Linked DNA regions of Mus musculus: region 1 is linked to region 2. Evidence: chromatin contacts called from public Hi-C data. All regions are on one chromosome and are shown on one strand. Each heading gives the region's core, a stretch centred on a gene start, on an enhancer-like site or on the middle of the called end of the contact. The rest is flanking DNA. Distances are from core to core; before and after follow the strand shown.

Region 1 (2,700 bases), core at 100-2,599, 130 kb after region 2:
GCAGCAGCAGCAGCAGTTGGCTCCAGCTTTCAGAGACCCCAGAACCAGCCTTTTCATGCCCCTCTGAGAAGCCAGCCTTAGATTGGTGATTCCAGAAAGCTTTACTCAGCCCTGGATTATCCTCAGAGCAACAACTCCACCTCTTGACTTCTGTTTCTCCAGGCCTTCACTGGTCGTTGATTTCTTCGTTAATTCTTTTCCTAAAGCTAACTTCAAGTCCCATAGATCAGTTTGAAGTACTCAGCTCAGCAGACAGGCATCATCACACACACCTTTAATTCCAGCACTCAGGAGGTAGATGCAGGTAGATTTCTAAATTAGAGGACAGCCTGGTCTCCATAGTGAGTTCCAGGCCAGCCAGGGCTACATAAAGAGAGCCAATGAGTTGCCATCTGTATTTGGCCATCTTCCCAAAACACCCAGAACACCACCAGGTCTATAATGTCTTTCAAATCACTTAATTACAACAATAAAAATGTAGATTAAAATGCTCCCTGTGAATAAAATGCTCTAAACATTACACTCCAGCAGACTCGTTGACCATGTCTCCCAGCAACTTTGAAGGAGCGGCAAGGATGATCATCTATGCCTGTGAAACTGTCTCCCCTAAGCAAAGCTGATTTTATGGGTTTAAATTCTTGCGTTGTACAAACATGAGCAAACATACATTGTTCAATGGTCCCTGATGTGACACAAAGGAGAAAGATAGCCACTCTTTCCTTCTGATGGTGTCCCTCAACTTCACTCCCCCCCCCACACCACACACACACACACACACGCACACGCACACACACACACACACGCACACGCACACACACACACACACGCACACGCACACGCGCACGCGCACGCGCACACGCACACATACACACACTTTGTAGAAACAATAATGCCTCTTTCTAAAGAGGTTTGAGATTTTTCTCAAGGTCTAAGATTAGGATTAGAAAGGGAAGGAGGTCACGTGGCTTTGTGGGCCATTTAGCACCATCGCCTAACCATTAAAAATTCTACAGGAAATTTTGACTTAATGTCTTCTTTGCCCTTGACAGGAAAATCACTTTGGGGGATTCTTGACTATAGTTTCTAGACCGATTTATCCTGGAAGATCCTTTTGATTCTCAGAGATTACCCCTCCTCTTTCACAGATGCCTTCTGGGCTGAGCAGCTAATGTATGTCGTCATCGATGTGCACGCAGATGTTTCGCAACCAGCTTTCAAACACTGCGGTTTATATCTAGAATCTAGAAAGCCGCCCCCCACCTCCTCCCAAAGACCTGTGTACTAAAGACTTAGTCAACTTGGCATTACTGGGAGATGACAAACGTTTTAAGAGGCCTAGTAGGAGGTTGTGTAGTCCTTGGGGCCCTCCTCTCTGCCTCTTCCTTTTCTACCACATTCTGACCACATGGTCAACAGTTGCTTTACCACGGCACCGTGATATGATTCTACCTTGCCTTGTTACACAAGTTCACATGCAATAGGACCAAGTAGTACCTCCAACCCCATGGCCAAAGCAAACCTTTCCTCTTTGTAAATTTGAACGTCTTTGGGTATTTTGTTGTAGTGACAGAAAGCTGGTTAACACAGGAGGAAGGTCCTGGCTTTCCACACTTGCACATTTTTATGGCCCTAACAATCCTAACAATGGATCCTGTCCATCTATCTATCCCCGTGATATCCCTTAGGTAGGCTGCAGAAAGAGATATATAGAGTTGGTTATCACAAGCTTATTCTGACCTGGATGCTTATAAACACTTATGAGCCAATTACACCCACCAATATCACTTAAGCAATGTGTTCAGGGTACCATGGAGATAAGGATTTAGGAAGCTAGGCTGGAGTCCTCCGTTCCAGGTGTTTGCACGCTTAAGCCAAGGAGATGATTTTTCTGTGTCCATGACTGCTCAGTGTCCTTGAGAGCCCTGTATCCACAATCTACAGAGGTACATGGGATAGGACGAGAACAAGTGGACAAAACTCAAAACTCTCAGTGTTTTAAAGTTGAAACCAATCTCCTCGCCAAGGCCCATGAGATCAGACACTTCTTTCTTCCCAGGCATCGGCTCTACCTGGTCAGAAATGTAAACTCCAAGAGAATTTAAACTGGCTTTCTGACTGTAGAGGGTTTGCAAGTTTGAGAAATTAAAGACAGAGCTAGCTATAGGCAAAGCCTGGATGCTCTCTGAGATGAAGCACCTCTGACCCCAACTGGCTGCTGCAGTGCACTGCATCTCTAGATGGCCAAGTCTCAGTGTGTAACCTGAAGGGCTGGATCTAGCCTGTGCACACCTTGACTTGGTTTTGTTATTGTTGATGATGATGTTATTGCTGCTGTTACTGTTGTTGCTGTTGTTGTTGTTGCTGTTGTTGCTGCTGCTGCTGTTATTGTTGCTGCTATTGTTGTACTTCTCAGGGTGGCAAACAATTCTGCTGCACTATACAGAAATGATCCAAGAGAAAGTGTGCTTGGTTTTCCATTTCTCACTCTCTGGTCCTTTTGCTGCCAAAACCCTAGATCCTCCTTCTCTGTTTAAGTCCTTCCTGAAGATTTCAGTGCTGGACATGAAATTTTGCCCACCAAGTTATTGGTCAGAGGGGCCCTGGAGGGATCCAGAACTATGTAGGCTGTTGTTTGATCTTGGTTGCCAACATAACTAAGTGGGGTTCAGGGGGAAGTTCTTTTGCTGAATACACCATACA
Region 2 (2,700 bases), core at 95-2,594:
AAGAGAGGTTGAGGGAGGGAAGGTTGAAGGGAGGGAGGGAGAGGAGGAGGGAGGGAGGGAAGGAGGGAAGGGGGGAGAATTTACTCGGAAGAGAACACTTGTGATGTGGCCAGCTATGGTTTCAGTACAAAGATTTGTCTGCGGTTGAACTCGAGGACTAAGCAGCCACTTTTGCAGAAATAGTCCACACTGAGGGAATACCAAAGGGACAAGCAGAGCGAAGCTCGCCACACTTCTCAGATACTCCAGGACTGGCTGCTCAGAAGCAATGGTGCTCTCTTAGTTAAGAATGATTCAGAGCCTTCGGGCACTGCCATGTTGCCTTTCCTGTTAGAGGGGACCTTGGTTTGTGTGAGCCAGAAAGCAGCCACCCAGAACCTGTGCGGGAATGAATGGGAAGGAGGCAGGGTCCGCTGTGCTCCTGAGTGCGGAAGGCAGAGCATCAGACCAGTGAGGACGGTCGGGTCTAACTCAGTTAATTCAGGATATTCGAGCCTTAGATCCAACGCAGTTACCCTTGCTAGGGTGTGAACTTACTCTAGACTTATGTCAGATTTCTTCCTTCTAATTTCTCCACTTTGAAAATGAGATTGCTGACCTTAGGCCTTCGTAATAATTGTGTTTTGAAAGCATATAACACCTGGCTTCATTACCTCGCAGCTGGAGATCTCTGCTTTGAGTTAACGACACCTTGAATCTCAGTCACATCCAACGAAGATAACATTTAGGTGCAGCTGGCTGTAGACTGAGTGCTTGGAATGAGTTAAGACTTTTGAATCAATGGGAGGAAGGGGCATGCTCCCATGCAGGAAGGACATGAATGAGGTGGGTAGATGCCAGAGTTGGAATGTTATGAACTGAGAGTTTCAGGCTCCCTACTCTTCATACGTGTGATGCGGATCTATGGTCCTTAGCATGTTACTTAGCATAGATGACATCGCAAGGGTGGGGCTTTCATGGTGTAATTGGTGCCTTTATAAGAAGAGAAAGCAAAGAAGTTCTCTCTCTCTCTCTCTCTCTCTCTCTCTCTCTCTCTCTGTGTGTGTGTCTCTCTCTCTGTCTCTCTCTGTCTGTCTCTCTATCTCTCTTTCTCTCTGTCTCTCTCTGTCTCTCTCTCTGTCTCTGTCTTTCTCTCTCTCCTATGATTTAAAGGACACAGCAAGAGGGAGCAGCCCTCTGCAATTGAGGAGGAATCCCTCACCAGGAACTGACTCCACCAGCATCCAGGTCTTAGATTCCCTGACATCCAGAATGTCTGTATTCTGTCAGTCAGAAGTATTCCAGTCTGGCAGCACAAGAGAAGTTGGTTAATAGTCTTTACTGTTTTTCAGAAGAGCAAGTGTAACCTTGTAGGGTTGCCCAACTTTTCAACATTGCAACAGACATTTGTCATCTGCGAAGTTCAGGCTAGAACACAGTTACAAAAAGAAATCACAAGAGGCATCTCTTCCTGTTTTAAGTGAGCTTGTGGCTTTGTGTTAGCCTGGATTCCTGTCTATCCTGAGGTGCGTGTGGCCCGTAGGCTGCAGGTTGGGCACACCCACGGGGAGCCTAGGGATCTAAAAAGGACTTGGACAAGGAGATTTATAATGGCATGACTTGTGACAGTGAAAAAAATAAAAATAACCCAAAGTTTTATGTCTAGAAAATAAACGCCTCTGGTCTATGAAAAACTGTGATTCCTCTAAAACAAATAAGCGCAGTCAACATTTCTTGATGTGAAAACATGTTCTGCACACATGGTAAAATAGATAAGCTAGTTGCAGCACACTTTACCAACAAATGCATGCCTTCCTGCATGTGGAAACATAAATGCATATAAACACCTATACTTTCCACACTCATACACAAGTCACACATACACATACTTACCTATGAATGTATATAGTTAAGGACAGTATATACATTCTGGAATGATGCACAGTCAATGCACAATAAGGTTACTCAGAAAGGGACAGTGTAGGATTGGGCAATAGGCAGAGTTTTTCCTACCTGTACTGTTTCAATTACCAATGAGAATCTATTACTTACGCAATTAAAAACACTACAATGAGTTGTGAGGACTGTGGTTGAAATAAAAGGAAAGGAACGTTCCACCAGGATTTGTTTTTCTCTTTAAGTCTTCTCTTTGACTCAGTTTCACTAGACATGGAGACTTAGAAATAGAGATGGAAAAAGGTCCTTGTCTGTCTCCTGTCACGGAGTGGGCGTGCTGGAAGGACACGGTGTGTCTGGGGTGCGTTTCAGAGCGTACGCTGATGCTCATTCATGCGGAGGCGCTGACTTTTGCCCATAAAAGGAGGAATTAGAACATCAGAGCCAGATTGTTCCCATTTTCAAACAGCCCCAAAATGTCAACATTGACTGTCAATCACTTGTTCTCCATTCTCTCACAAACACTCCCTGGAAGCCAGGCCAGTCACAGAACACAGATGCGGGCAGGAAGTGTTTTGACAACACTGGCTACGCCTGTGATTAGGAGTCAGGATAGCGTAAAAATGATTAATATGCTCCTGAAAGAACAGGGAGCACACCTCCAGAGGGATAATTGCATGGGCGTCCCCGATGTGCTCACCTCCTCCCCAGACGCTGCCACACTTTCTGGCACAGGTTTCTTTTCCCCAAAACAACCCGTGGCTGAGAGTTTTCTGAAACTCCTATTTCTCTCTTTGTGAAAGGGTGTTTCTCTATAGCACAGGT

Evidence for each region. A called contact is a pair of places that touch in the nucleus more often than the background predicts.
Region 1: a contact with region 2 is called in a Hi-C map of bone marrow-derived macrophages, with 2.9 times the contacts expected there. The contact joins two enhancer-like sites. A contact is called at or near these places in 2 of 15 datasets of contacts at CTCF or cohesin (CD8 T cells and large pre-B cells), 25 of 484 Hi-C or Micro-C datasets (B cells, CD4 T cells, the HPC-5 cell line and 17 more), 5 of 115 datasets of contacts at active chromatin or transcription factors (astrocytes, bone marrow-derived dendritic cells, embryonic stem cells and 1 more) and 1 of 9 other capture datasets (embryonic stem cells).

What each region holds. Positions count from the first base shown.
Region 1 is chr13:112,257,397-112,260,096 of GRCm38.p6, forward strand. No RefSeq gene overlaps it. Among named protein-coding and RNA genes, the nearest start is that of Ankrd55, 30 kb to the right of the region's middle. Within about 2 kb of position 1,350, at least 42 of the 459 cell types and tissues checked have an H3K27ac peak or open chromatin away from gene starts, as enhancers often do. A contact at or near this core is called in bone marrow-derived macrophages, where this site is marked.
Region 2 is chr13:112,129,032-112,131,731 of GRCm38.p6, forward strand. No RefSeq gene overlaps it. Among named protein-coding and RNA genes, the nearest start is that of Gm41062, 29 kb to the left of the region's middle. Within about 2 kb of position 1,345, at least 37 of the 459 cell types and tissues checked have an H3K27ac peak or open chromatin away from gene starts, as enhancers often do. A contact at or near this core is called in bone marrow-derived macrophages, where this site is marked.